3 separate regions of the Rattus norvegicus genome follow, and all the other regions are linked to region 3. A link is a contact called in public Hi-C data. All regions are on one chromosome and are shown on one strand. The core of a region is the stretch at or near the end of the contact, and the rest is flanking DNA. Distances in the headings are between cores, read along the strand shown.

What was found. Hi-C and Micro-C count contacts between places; a contact is called where the count stands out from the background.
Region 1: a Hi-C map of psoas muscle shows a contact between it and region 3, with 2.2 times the contacts expected there. The contact joins the promoter of Hspbp1 here to the promoter of U2af2 in region 3. A contact is called at or near these places in 2 of 12 Hi-C or Micro-C datasets (mammary epithelial cells and psoas muscle) and 1 of 1 datasets of contacts at active chromatin or transcription factors (oligodendrocytes).
Region 2: a contact with region 3 is called in a Hi-C map of liver, with 4 times the contacts expected there. The contact joins the promoter of Rpl28 here to the promoter of U2af2 in region 3. A contact is called at or near these places in 2 of 12 Hi-C or Micro-C datasets (liver and mammary epithelial cells).

The regions. Positions count from the first base shown.
Region 1 is chr1:78,190,932-78,195,866 of GRCr8, reverse strand. Hspbp1 (HSPA (Hsp70) binding protein 1) reads right to left here and starts at 1,449. Exons shown (of 8, transcript NM_139261.1): 1 at 1,421-1,449; 2 at 800-1,097. The coding sequence starts at 1,003. LOC108349434 (a long non-coding RNA gene) reads right to left here. Exons shown (of 3, transcript XR_001835671.3): 3 at 3,791-4,935. It also overlaps a transcript of Brsk1 not described here.
Region 2 is chr1:78,080,410-78,085,303 of GRCr8, reverse strand. Rpl28 (ribosomal protein L28) reads left to right here and starts at 1,772. Exons shown (of 5, transcript NM_022697.3): 1 at 1,772-1,807; 2 at 2,124-2,212; 3 at 2,295-2,418; 4 at 2,836-2,954; 5 at 3,163-4,359. The coding sequence starts at 2,132. The coding sequence ends at 3,252.
Region 3 is chr1:77,804,683-77,809,290 of GRCr8, reverse strand. U2af2 (U2 small nuclear RNA auxiliary factor 2) reads left to right here and starts at 2,000. Exons shown (of 12, transcript NM_001427198.1): 1 at 2,000-2,125. The coding sequence starts at 2,077. Ccdc106 (coiled-coil domain containing 106) reads left to right here. Exons shown (of 6, transcript NM_001400938.1): 6 at 1-568. The coding sequence ends at 309.

The sequences.
Region 1 (4,935 bases), core at 200-2,699, 390 kb before region 3:
GGCTTTGAAATCACACTCCAGGATAAATATCTCATTGCTCTGTGCCCGTTTCCTTCTTGTGTCATAAAGATTTAATGATACAACTTGTATAAATGTTTCTATAACTTAACTGAGTTACTGTAATACTCTATGTATCATAAATGTCAGCTAAAAAGAAATTACATGTAAAATTCCTATCAACCTTCAAGACAATTCTGTCAGGTTTGATTATGGCTATTCCATAAATTAAAAAAAAAAAAAAATCAGAGACAGAGAAAGGATATGACTTGCCCAACCAAGGTCATGGTTGGCAACTGGCCATGCCCAACTATACAGTATACTGTGTACTGGTCAGTAAAAACTAGAACATCAAAACTGCCTGATAGGGGTTGGGGATTTAGCTCAGTGGTACAGCGCTTGCCTAGCAAGCGCAAGGCTCTAGGTTCAGTCCCCAGCTCCGGAAAAAAAAAACTGCCTGATGAAACACTATCATTGCTATTATTATCACCATCAATTAAAAAAATGATGAAAACTTTAGGATTGTAAACTTTAGGATTGGAAAGTATACCCAAGGTCATACTTGTGAGGACAAGGCTGAATCTAGTTCTACCTGGGTCCAGAAAACCCAGACTGATCCTGCCTCCCAGTAAAAGGCTGTGTTCAGACACTTCACAGCTGACCTTCAGCCTACCATGATGCCACATTTAGACTCTTGCTCACACCCAGGAAGACAACAGCTTCTAATTCACTTAACCACTCTTCCTAAGACACTAATATCCCCAGGACTCTCATCCAAGGTTCTTAGGTTCTCATACTTTACCTCCTCGCTCATGGGTTCTGGAGGAGGGTCTGGTTCCTCAGAGCCCGCAGTAATAGCCATCTGCAGCAGGCCTTGGAGGTTCCGTGGAAGGCGAGGGTTGCCTGAGCCCCCCGCCGAGGAGCCACTGCTCCCTGACGAGCAACCCTGGGAGGCCGGAGGCAGTGCGAGGGGGAGGCGACTGCCCCCTGAGCCTTTGTCTGCCATGGACTGTCTGTGAAGGAAGAATGTGTTGAAAAGAAATTGATGGTCACCGGTGAGGCAGCTCTGGCGTCGGGATGGGTCGATTCCTTAAGGTCTGCTGAAAAGGTGGAGTTTTGAAGGTGTTAGGAGTCTCCTCCTGATCCCAAAGCATTCTGGCTGCAACCACCTTAACCATAGCCCCCTTTCCTTCCTTCATACCAACAGGACCCTTCCCCAAATCCGACGTCCCTCCTTACTCCCTAGCAACAGGCCCCACCCACTCCCTGGCAACGAGCTCCCCCAAGCTCCCCAGCTTGCGTCCTTGTCTCTTAGCAACCCCACTGCCCCGCCTCCGTGGCAACAAGTCTTCCCTCAGTCTCCTTAGCAACAAGTCTCCTTCCTTGCCTTTGAAGAGGGGCGCCCCAGTGGGGCTGATCTCACCTTGCCCGGTCTAGAGCGGCCACCACGCCTAAAGACAGACTCGCCTGCACCTGACTCTGTTGGACGCCGCCATCTTTGCCGGAAATACGCAGATCTCACTCGGAAGTGCCTCACCCCAAGCTGTTTGCCCAGTTCTAAGCAGCACCCCTTGGCGGATGCGGCACTTAGCTCCGCCTCTGTCTACTAAGCCTTTCTCCTTGCCACGCCCCTACATTCGCGCTTTTGTTATAAGCCCCGCCCCCTAGCTCCTCTAAGTACCTTAGCGAATACGACACTCTCGTGGCGAGCTCCTCCCCTCCCAGACATAGGCCCCGCCTATACTCATATCCCCGCCTCTGTTCTAGGCGTTTCGGCCTGACCCAGTCAAGCCCCGCCTCTTAGTACCTGGAACTTCAGCTTGTCCTGTTCGGCCACGCCCCTGCGTAGGCCACGCCCCTTCTCTGCTTCTCAAGGGGTTTTGTTCCTCACTTAACCGATTTTAACTGCAGTTGCTCCTATAGAGTCTTGGCATATCGCCCCTAATATCCCACCTTTGTAACCTAAGACTCAGTCTCATCTTTTTTTAGGCCTCTGTTTCCCCACTTATTATCGGTTTCGATGTGGAATACTCTGAGTTGTGTATATATGTCTTCATGTGACTATGCATGGTGTGTGTGGAAAGTCACATCAGCTGTCTTCCACCTTTTATCTTCACCTCGTTTAAAAAATATTTTTAGAGTTTTCTTTTAAAGATTTATTGTTTTTAATTATGTAGTGGAGGAGGAGGCGGGTGCATGTAAATGCAGGTTCCCATGGGGCCAGAGACATAGGATCCCCTAAAGCTGGAGTTACAGGCAATTAAGAGACAACCAGTGTGGGTGCTAGGAACCAAGCTCAGGCCCTCTGCAAGAACAGTAAGTACTTTTAACTGCCAAGCCACCTATCTCTCCAGCCCCTCACATTATTATTGTTGTTGCTTTAATTTTTGTAAATTTATCCATTTACTTGTATATGAATGGTTTATGGTTGGTTGGTTAGTTTTTGGGTTTTTGTCCTGTTTTTGAGACAGTGTTTCACTGTGTAGTCTTGGCTGTCCTAGAACTGACTCTGTAGAACGGGCTGGCCTCAAATTCACAGAGATCCACTTTCCTCTGCCTCCTGAGTGCTGGAATTAAAGGCATGCACCACCACTGCCCAGTGTGAATGCATGTCTTGCCTGCACGTATGTATGTGCACCATACCCATGCCTGATGGATTGCCAGGAACTGGAGTTACAGATGATTGTGAGCCATCATACGGGTACTGGGAATTGAACCTGAGTCCTCAGCAAGAGCAATAAAGTAACAAGAGCTTTTAATGAACTATCTCTCATTGAACTATTTCTCCCCCCCCCCTCTCTCTCTCTCCCTCTCCATCCCACCCCACTCCACTTTTGTTTTTCATTTTGGAGTTGGTTTGGTATTTTGTTGTTTTGTTTTGATGAGGCTCTCAGTATGTAACCTTGGCTGGCCTGGAGCAGACATGACCAGGTGGTCCTACAACTCATAAATATTCACATGCCTTAGCATCCTGAATGTGGGGGTAAGAGTGTGCACACCCACCCTGCCTTATTTTATTCACTTTTATGTATGAGTATTTTACCTACATGTATGCGTATATATATATATTGAACTCTGGACCTCTGGAAGAGCAGCCAGTGCTCTTAACCGCTGAGGAATCTCATCTGCTCCAGACTTTTTATTTATGTATATATGTATATCTATGTACAGGTAAGTGCATGTGAATATAGGTGCTATAGGAGGCCAGAAGAGGGTTTTATATTCCCTGGAGCTGGAGTTACCTGTAACTGTGAGCTTCCTGACATGGGTGTGGCAACGGAACTTGGGTCCTCTGAAAGAATAGTACTCATCTTAACTGCTGAGCCATCTCTCCAGCCCTACGTTTTATACCAGCTGGCTATTGAGTCCCAGAGAATCTTCCTATTTCCACTTGTCAACAAGCATGTACCACACAAACACCCTGGGGGTGCTGGAGATCAAACTCAGATCCTTTATCAAGTGCAACAAATATTTTACTATCGAAGCTGTCTCCCTAACATCTCCCTAACCACATTCTCTAGGTTTTTAAAAGGATTTCTGTAGCCCAGGCTGGTCTTGAGCTTGCTAAATACCTGGGCTGATCTTGAACTCCTCCTCTTCTCAAGTACTATGATTACAGGTATATGCTATTATTAATAGGACCCCTATTACTCTGGAGTATCTCAGTAAAGAAGGAAAAGCTTTATGATCACATTCCTTACAGATTATTATAAATTATTATCTACATATGTATCTATGCATCATACTGTAACTTTCATAGTATGCAAGGGAGCTTGCATCTTGGCTACCCTCGTGGTGCATATGTTTAATATTATATATACATATAAATATGCTATATGTACACTTATATTATGTGGCATCATATATCATTATACATATATACATCGTACATAGACCCATACATGTATACATATACATTATTGTTCTAATCCTCAGAACCTATGAATATGTGACCTTATATACCCAAAGAAAATTAGAACATGAGATTCAGTTAGGGATTTTTTTTGGCTGGGGGGGCTGAGTTTAAAGAATATGCTCTGCTCTCAGTTAGATCTAGAACATCCTGGTGTATCTTGATTCCAGCCTGGTCAAATAGTGGGTTCCAGGACAGCCATGGCTACACAGAGAAATCCTATTTCAAAAAACTACCAAAACCAAAAGCCCAAGGTGGAAAGCTCCTGAGGAATGACACTAGAACCAACTAGAGGTTGATCTTTGTTCTCTACAAGCATTATGCACGCGTGTGAACACACATCTGCGCGCGCACACACACACACACACACACACACACACAAATAATAAATTATAGATGTGGGGAGAGTAACCAGAATACATTATATACATGTATGAAATTTTTTTTAAACTATATATTTTTTGTTTTTCGTGTAGTCATGGCTGTCCTGGAACTAGCTCTGTATACCAGGCTGGCCTTGAACTCATCAGAATCTACCTGCCTCTACCTCCCGAGTGCTGGGATTAAAGGCAGGTGCCACCACTGCCTGGCAAACATATATATTTTTAATACAGATGAAAACCGATAATTACAGAATACGAGACATAAAGCAAAGACATGGTGACTGTTACATATAAAGCCCAACACAGCTGCTTTCTGGCCTTCCTCTTTGCTTACTCATATCTATATACCCTGGCCTCTTCAGTGTTGCTAAGACATAACCCAGCAGACTCTTGCCTCAGGACCTTTACACTTGCGCTTTCTCTCCCTAACTACTCCTTGCCTTTTGTCTGCATGATTCATTTTACTTCCTAGCCATCTTACCTAATGCATACCTATTCCTAGAAGCATTTTCCAGGAGAAATGGCTCCGTGATTAAGAGCTCTTGCTCATCGAAGACCTGAGTACAGTTCCCAGCACCCACTCTAGGCAGCCCACAACTACCTGTAACTCCAGCTCCAGCCATCCAGCATCCTCTCCCAACT
Region 2 (4,894 bases), core at 523-3,022, 280 kb before region 3:
CATTCTCCCCTGGGGTGGGAAACTTCAAGACAGTTCTGTCTAGGTTCTCCCAAGACTTAATGTAGTTTCAGAGTTGGAGAAAACTCAGGATGATGGAAGAGAAAATGACATTTTCTACACTGGTGCAGCCATTGGTACCCCTGTAAACAAACTCCCATCCATGAGCCTATAAGTAACATAAAGGAAACTCACTTGGACACACACATACAGATTAGCTGTGGTGGGAGAAGGGAGTATATATTATATACATATAGGAAAATGCCATATAAACCCACTTTATGCATAATTAAATGCTAATAAAATATTAAGAATGATTGTGGTGGACTGGAGAGAAGGCTCAGCAGTTAAGAGCACTGACTGTTCTTCCAGAGGTCCTGAGTTCAATTCCTAGCAACCATGTGGTGGCTCACAACCATCGATGCCCTCTTCTGGTGTGTCTAAAGACAGTGACAGTGTACTCACAAATAAAATTAGAAAGCTGCCAGGATTGGCCAGGTATCGCTGAGGACAGACATAAGGAGTGTTTCTGCATAGAAAGAACCAGGCATGAGAGAATCAAGTTATTAGACAGCAGTACATTTTTAGAGAGGTCTGAAAATGGTCCATTGGGCACTGGTGTTTGTGTGGGGGACAGTCAAGAAGAGTAATGGAACCATCTGAAGACTCCATGCCAGAGAAAAATCTTTAAAATCGTTCATGCATCCATTTAAAGAACAAGTCTTGAGGACAGGAGTGATGGCTCTCAGTGGTTAAAGATCCATTCTTGCAAAGGGCCTGGGTTTGGTTACCAGTTCCCGTGAGGCAGCTCACAAACTGCCTGTAACTCTAGTTCCCTGGGATCAATGATTTCTTTTGGACTTGCATTTCATATGTTAACACAACATCCCCATACATCATAATTAAATGTAAATAAATCTGGGGTTGCAAAGAAGACGCAGTGGTTCAGAGGACCCAGGTTTTATTACCAGCACTCACAACTGTCTAACTAAATCCAGGCACCAGGCGAGCACATAGCATCCATACATATATCCGGGCTTAAAAAGAAAGGACAGGAGAAAGCAAGCAAGCAAGCCCTCATACATATTACAAAAAATTAATTAAGTTGGGACTGGAAAGATGGTTCAGCGATTAACAGCACTAGCTGCTGCTCTTCCAGAAAACGCTGGTTCAATTCTCAGTACCCACCGGGAAGTTCACAACTGCTGTAACTTTAGTTCCAGGGTATCCAACACCCTCACACAGACATACATGCAGGCAAAACACCAATGAATAGCAAATAAGAAATAAGTAAACATAAATACTTTTTAAAAAATAAATAAATCTTAAAATCAATTAAGCCCCACGTAATGATACAGTTCTGGAATCCTCAATATTTGCATCCATAAGGCTGAGGTGGGAGGATAAGTTCGGAATCTACTAGACAAGGGTGCAAAACCCTTTTTTCAAAATATTTATTAGTGCCCATCATCTAGTGCTAAGTGCTAATTGAACAGACCAGGGTGATGCGGCGGAGAAATAGTTCTCCAGATCTCTGCTTTTGGAACTTCACGAAAACCCAGTGACGAAGTTCGAAAACTTCCGACCAGCAGCATCGTGCCACCGCGAGAACTCGCTGGGATCTACAGACGAAGATTTCCGAAGGTTCCCGAGTCAAAAAGACTCGGAGGCGGAACCCAAGGATCGGAGAAAGCTGGGTGGCGGATTTCAAGAGCGCCACCGGAGGAAGCGGAAATGCGTTGTCATTTTAAAGGTGTCGCCCCGCCCCTAGTGTCTTTCTTTCCGTCTCCGGCCGCCGCAGGGAGAGGAGGTGAGCGTGAGTCCTCTGTCCGTCCCGCGTGGCCGCCATCTCGCGCCCACCGCCTGGGTTTCCAGCCTGTGTTTTCTCTCCTCGTACCCAAGGGCCGTTCATAGTCCTTATTCCTCGCCGGAAGTGGGGCCTCAGCGTCCCTTCCCCTCCTTTCTCAGCCTCCGCGGTCTTAGTTCGGCCTACCTCCTTTGGTCACTCATTCCGGCCTTGCAAAGCTCTTGCTCGTTTTCTCCCAACCGTGCTTCCGATTACCTAGACGCCTATCCACGGCATGCTTCTCTATTTGACATCTTTCGTGTGTCCGGTTTCTCCCTAGTCGCCGCCATGTCCGCGCATCTGCAATGGATGGTCGTTCGGAACTGCTCCAGTTTCTTGATCAAGAGGAATAAGCAGACGTACAGCACGGTAAGTGTGGCCCGTGTGGGAGAAGGCACTCTGCCTCTTTGGCATATCCGGGCCTTAACCGTCTTCTAAATTTATTCCCCAGGAGCCCAATAATCTGAAGGCCCGAAACTCCTTCCGCTACAACGGGCTAATTCACCGCAAGACGGTCGGAGTGGAGCCTGCGGCTGATGGCAAAGGGGTCGTGGTGGTTATGAAACGCAGATCCGGTGAGCCTTTGCACACAGTAGCTCTCCCTTTTTTTCCCAGAGCTCCTGTCCTTCCTCTGACTTCCTAGTTAAAAGTCCAAAAGTGGAGAAACTTACAGTTTCTCTATATAGACGACGGTAATGTCCTGGAACTCTTGTAGACCAGGCTGATCTCTAACTCAGATCAACCTGACTCTGCTTTCTGAGTGCTGGAATTCAAGGCTTGTACTACTATATTCCTGCTGTATCTGGGAGTTTTAAAGAGGAATGGGTTTTTCACAGGACTTGGTTGAGATCGACCTATGGCGACCACTTAGGGAGTGTAGTGAATGGGCTGGTGGAAAGACAGTCGAGTAAGAGTGAGCATGTTCTTCGGTGAGGCTGTGTTTCATCAAGGGCGTATGCAGATGGACTTGATTCCTAGTCTCTCCTTAACAGGTCAGCGAAAACCTGCCACTTCCTACGTGAGGACCACCATCAACAAGAATGCTCGGGCTACCCTCAGCAGCATCAGGCACATGATCCGAAAAAACAAGTACCGCCCTGATCTGCGTATGGTGAGTAATGGATGGATCCTTAGGGCAAGGGGACAGCTGAGGGACTGGATGTAGGCCTGGGTTCTTGACTCTGCCTAGCTGGAGCTAGGCTGGAGATTCTTCTGACTTCCCAGCCTTAGGACAGCCTTTCTGTAGTCCTAGGAAACAGGTAGCAGTAAGTGGGAGTGTCTTTTGAGTTTGTGAGCTAAGTTCCTTATCCTGTCCTCAGGCGGCCATCCGCAGAGCCAGTGCCATCCTTCGAAGCCAGAAGCCTGTGGTGGTGAAGAGGAAACGGACCCGCCCCACCAAGAGCTCCTGAGCCCCACACCCCAGAAGCAATAAAGAGTCCACTGATTTGTTCGACCACCTCCTTTAGGCCTCCTGTTCTGTGGCTCATTGAGCTGTGGCCCTGCGTTTGTCTTTAGTTGTGCCATCAAAACTCCTCTTGTTAGGAACTTGTTCATCTGAAGTGGGGGTTGTCAAGGCTAGACACTCGGTGCAGAGCATCTGTCTAAATGCTTCCTATGTTGTGAGTATCTAAAGAGTTAGTTACCAGCCTGGAAGGATATAGGCTGAAGAGCCATTCACAGGGCCATCTAGGCACCAACAGGAGTGAAATCAGATTGGGCTGAGGGTTGATTTCCTGTAGAAACAGGAGTGAGGGCAAATGATTACAGGGTTCTTAGCAGCTGATAGTGTCAGATACCCTGAGCCCCTCTGCCTGAGCTTGAGGCTGTCTTACCAGGTCTCAGTCCACTGACCCAGATAGGCCCCGCTCTTGAGTTGACATGCCTCCTAATAAGAGGAGAATGTTAATACAAAGGTTTCAGAGTGAAGTCCTTAGTGAAAGTATGTTCTATTCATCTGATGTGTAAAACAGTGACAATCCTAAATGTCACATTCGGGGTGGGGTGGGGGTGTCAGCTAGGAGTTCATAGTGCAGCAATAGAGTTTTAGTGTGTGTTGCTAATCCTGAAAAATGTCAACAAAGTCTAGTTTTTACCAAATGTTTTGTAATCTCAACATTTTGGTAGGCTGAAGCAGGTGAATATTTAAGGCCAGCCTGGTTTACATAGCAACTCTGAGGATACCCAGGGGTATAGAGATGACCCTGCCTCAAAAATAAGCCATTGTAAGTCTATCTGGATTAGTGGGTGACACAAGTACACAGGTGTACTGAGGTATTGGGCCATTTCTTGCCCCTTCCAGCCAGTATTAGCTATCACTGACATGACGAACGTGAGTGAGCCTTGAATGCAAAATAGTACACCATTTTTACCAGAGCTTTGTCTCTGCTACACAACTCAGGCCAAAGAGCTGCCTGAGTCCTTTTGGGGACTGCTTGAGCCCCCTCACTGGAACATTTGACTTTTAACACAGCCTCTTCTGGTTTTCCCCAGTGCAAATGAAGGATGGTAAGATTGCTGATGTGTCTCATCTGGATTATTTGTTGTTCATTCTAGTCCGACTTGAACTATTTTCAACCCAAGTTTAACTCATGGCAACCCTTCTCCGTCCCAGGCTCAGCTCACTTAAATCTAAATCCCTTATATTTTGAGCTGCTGATGAACATAGGGTCCTTGGCAGCAGTCCCACCCAGGTGACCTATTCACAGGAGAAGTAATCTTTTTAACCTAACTTGTACTCATTTTTATTGGGGTGTGAACAAGGTGAATCCGCCCTCTTTGAAAAAGCATGGGTAGGGGCTAGAGAGGAGGCTCAGCAGTTAAGCTGTGGCTGCTCTTGCAAAGGTCCTGAGCTCATTTCTTAGCATCCACATGGAGGCTCACAGCTGCTTGTAATTGGATCTAATGCCCTCTATTGGCACACAGGTGTATATGCAGATTTAGGACTCAGTAAATGAACCTTAAAAATCATGTGGTGCATGCATAGAAGTCAGGGGAGGGTGGTGGCCTGCTCTATTTTTTTTTGGTTCTTTTTTTCGGAGCTGGGGACCGAAC
Region 3 (4,608 bases), core at 751-3,250:
GCTGATGGGGTCCTGTGCCGCTACAAGAAGATCCTGGGCACCTTCCAGAAGCTGAAGAGCATGTCCAGAGCTTTTGAGCACCACCGTGTGGACAGGAACACCGTGGCGCTGACCACGCCCATCGCAGAGCTACTCATTGTGGCTCCCGAAAAGCTGGCTGAGGTGGGAGAGTTCGATCCATCCAAGGAGCGCCTGCTAGAGTATTCCCGCCGCTGCTTCCTGGCACTGGACGACGAGACTCTCAAGAAGGTGCAGGCTCTCAAGAAGAGCAAACTGCTCCTGCCAATCACCTACCGCTTCAAGCGGTGATGCCGCCGCCCCATACACCTCCCTGCCCAGCAGAGTGCCAGGCCTGGTTTCCCCGGGCGCCGCCAGGGCTAGAAGCTGCCCTTCGAGAGCACTAGGCCCGGTCTCTCGGCCGCACACGTTAGGCACCCCACCTCCATTTCACTCCGCAAGGGCTGCCAGCTCTGCCTCCCTAGCCAGGAGTAGCCCATCTGCATCCCACGCGAAGACAGAGCATTATTCTGAGAGTTTAAATTAAAGAGACATGAAAATTTTCAATAAACTGGGCCCTAGATCTTACTAGAAAGGGGATGTGCTGGGAAGGGGTGGCCGTCGCCACGGAGACCGGGACGGGAGCGCTCAGGCAGAGGCCTCTAGAGAGGTTGGGGAGGACAGGGTGTAATTAGCCCCAGGAGGCAGAGGTGGGAAGCGGAGCAGCAGCCTCTTTCTGGAGAAACTTTGAGGTAAGCCGACTTTTAAAATGCACCGGCTGGGGAATTGATTCAATGACCTCTAGTTGAGCCGGCCCCATGGAGGTACCAGGGGGCGCTGTGTAGACTCGTTTCCGTCCGCCCGGGGTTAGATTTCTCGTAGGTGGCACGTTCTGCGGTTGCGCAGCAGGAGCAGGGGCGGACGATTTAACGCGATTGCCATGGCAACCGGGAGAGGGCAGGCTGGTTAAACCGTCTTGAAGTTAGTGTCTACGGGGCTAAGGTTGGGGGTGGGGGTAGAGGTATGTTGGAGGAGATCGTGCGCACGCGCAATGTGGATTTAGAATGGCGGATCCTCCCGAGAGCGGAGAAAAACGTGCCTCTGACCGCTACGCAGGCGCAGAAACCCCTCTCAAATCACTGTGCGCAGGAGTCCCAAGCTGCGCTAACAACCTCCGCCGCGTCCTCGAACACCCTTTGTTCAACTGGCTGCTATTGTCCCGTACACCTTCTCTGGCCTTCCGCGAGGTCAGTTTTTTCAGTTTTCTAGAGAGCTAAGTGCCAAAGCTGAGACTCCGCCCCGTCCACTATAGCCATCTGGCCCACCTCTCATCTGTCCTCCCTCCCTTTTCGGTTCTTTAAGCCGAAAGGAGCCGAAACAACAGCGGAAAAAGCCGAATTTCCCCCCCTCCGTGCTGGAGGCCTTCCTGAAGCAGTGGCGGAAGGGAACGATATTCTCCGGAAGGGGCGGAGTGACCCTGTCGAACCTCCGGAAAGAGCCGAAGATTACAATCGGGTTTAATCTCTAGAGGGGCGGTGAGCGAGCGCTGGAAACCTTCGGAAGAGCCGAAGGCCTGGACGGTTAGGATTGTTGGAAGTGACTGACCGCTTGAACAGGGTCGGCGAGGGGTGGGACTAATTTCCAGAGGCGGCCAGAGACTGAGACGGTTTGAGTTGTAGGAAAACCCGTATCTTTAGAGGAGGCTGGTGTAGGGGAACGCGAGGACCCACGGAATCCTCCGAACGTTGAAACGCTAGTCTCCGAAAAGTTACCGCAACTTGGGCAGCCGGCAAAAATCCTCGCTTCGGGTGATTTCGAGGGCGACCGTCGTCTGCAGACTTCTCTCTCCGAGAATAGCCGACAGGCTTCGGATCTGAGCTCGGGGAAGTTCGAGGGGGGGTGGGGCGGGCGGGACGAGGGGGTGGAGTCGGGACGGGGCGGGGCTTGGGGCTTGCTTAGGTAGGCGACGGAGTGCCGGCGGGGGCCGGAAGTAGCCGAAGCCAGCGGCGGAAGTAGCCGGAGCGGGCGGGCGGCAAGGCGAGGCGAGAGCTGCACAGGGCCCTACGCGGCCGCCTAAGCATGTCGGACTTCGACGAGTTCGAGCGGCAGCTCAACGAGAATAAACAAGGTGAGGGCGCTGGGGTTGTGGGGTGGCTTCTTGCTTCGCCCTGTGCGCCCCCCCTGCCATTTCTCTTGTTCCCTTCCCTAGGGCCGCACGATTTACCCCCCCCCCCGTGCCGCGCGCGCCTAGCTCACGTGACCTCCCCTTGGCGCTGAGGGAAGGGGTGGCGGGCGAGGCTCACGGCGCGTGCGCGCCGCAATATCCCGCGCCCACGTGGTCTCGGTGGAGGCGGCGCGTTTTGTCAAGTAGGCGCATTGAGGGCGCGCCGCATTCCTCTTTGTGCATCTTTTTTGTTGTTGTTTTAAATTTTTGTCTTTTACTTGAGAAAGACATGAATTTAGGTCTCAATTCTTTTTCTTTTGCTGCCTTCGCACTTCCGCTTCCGGTCGGGCGTACTTTTCCTTTCTCCACGCCCCCTTTGTTTCCAAAATGGCGGTGGTGAAGCACACTCTCTCCCCCCCCCTCCTTCACGTGGACTGGCGCTGCAATCACTAGGTGCTTGTAGGTTTCGAGCCTGTTCATACTTTTCGATTTCTCCAGAACTCTCCTGTCTCGATGTTTCTGTCTCAGCCTCCGGTTTTGTGGCGTCTTAGATAAAAATGTGTCCTACACCTGTTTGCCCGCCAAAGAGGGAAGTCTCTGCGTTCTTTGTGCCCCTGCTGAGCATAAATCATATATGCCTTGGAGTTTGGGCGGCCGACATCTGTTTTTCATATCCCTAACACTCCCTAAACCTTTTGGTTTTAGGCAAAGCCCAGGTCCTGTATCATTCCAAACTCGGACACCTAAATCCAATCATACTGTAGGGATAATAAAATAATAATAAAATAGTCAAGCAAATGGGAAGTAGGGAGCTGGCCCATTAGTAGGTTAGTAGAGGCAGGTGCTCCTAAAGTAAGATCCTGTACTATGAATTTGGATCAGAAAGGCAGTCAGGCTATGTTGGTGCTGATGGATTTAGGAATCCCGAGGAAAGAGTTGAGTTATATATAAGATATAAGACATCTCTACAACCTCCTTTTTTGAGACTGAAGAGCTCAAATTTCTTAAGGATTGAGACTTAAGCTGCCTTGTGTTGGGGCATTCGGTGAGACCTTCAGAATTCTTCGAAATGAAGCTGGAATTGAGAGAGTAGTTGAAACAGTACATGTGGAAAAAGTAATTATTCTGAGTGCCCTTGTTGAGCTTTTCTGCTTTGAGTAGTGTACTGTTTAAAAGTATAGGCCTTAGAAATTGAATATACCTGAGTTCAAATATCTTTATGTATGGTAATTTGTTAGGTGTATGCTGATCATCACTGCTCTGTTTACTGGGTTTTTGAAATTAGTAATGGTGGTACATACTGACTATAGTTGTGATTAAACTCAGGCCTTACCATGTGTCAGGGCAAGGAAATTTGTTAAACTCTTAAAATCTCCCTCCCTCCCTCCCTCCCTCCCTCCCTCCCTTCCTTCCTTCCTTCCTTCCTTCCTTCCTTCCTTCCTTCCACAAGGTTTCTCTGTATAGCCCCAGCTGTCCTTGAGTCCTTGAACTTGTCCTACTCAACAGAGGTTCTCCTGCCTCTGCCTTCTGCATGAGACTTGAGCCACCATCATGCTCTAAACAGTCTTAAGTGAATCATTTGTAACAGCCTTCTGAGGACATACTAGCTTTCTGTTTATTGAGCAGTAAACTAGGGCTTATAAAGTTTTTGTTTTTTCTCTTAAGAAAAAAAGCTCCAGGCATTAGTCAGTGGAAAGCTGGAGCTGAGTTTAAATGGAGCAGAGTGTATATAGATTGTGTGGCTTGGATTATGCTAAATACCTAACTAGACTGGTGTCGAGTTGTAGAAGGGTGGGGAAAGTGGATGCCAAATGTTATTCCTATAAGACCTTGGTAATGTAGATGTGACCTTCATTCAAAGAAAGAAAAACTGGATGTTAAAGCTAAGTTCCTGCTTTTGTGTAGAGCTCTGACTGCAAAGCCAGTTCCTTGTGGTTCAGGTGGTTCAAGTGGAGCTGCTTTAGCTGTTTTTTGAGGCTGTGATACTAGTTCTAGAGTGTCCCTTCTGATGTTGGCAACGGGGCCTGAGACCCAGCCTATAAGGGTCGATTATTGGAGCTATGTGCATAAGACAGCTAGAGTATAGCATTTTGAGCAAATGAAGTTTCCTTTTAACGGTCCAGCATCAGTATGTGGGAGAAGGTTCTTGCCTTGCTGGAAGAAAGCTTGACCATCTTGTCACCTTGCCTGCCTGTGGGTATTTGTCTCTGACCCAGACTCACTGTATCTCTTAGCTTTAGCCCCCTTCTTAGTTCCCTAAGTTTACAGGAAGTTTGTGTCCTAGACACCTGGTGTTGTCATGTCATTTTTGGAGTTTGTTGTTTTTGCTTTTGAGACTTAGCGGGAGGGAAGACATTTGGGATTTGTAAGTAGCCCCTCTTCCTGGTGTGGAGCCAGAGCTGTGCTTGTCTCAATATTCCACAGTTCTTGCCCCTGTCTAGCTCTTG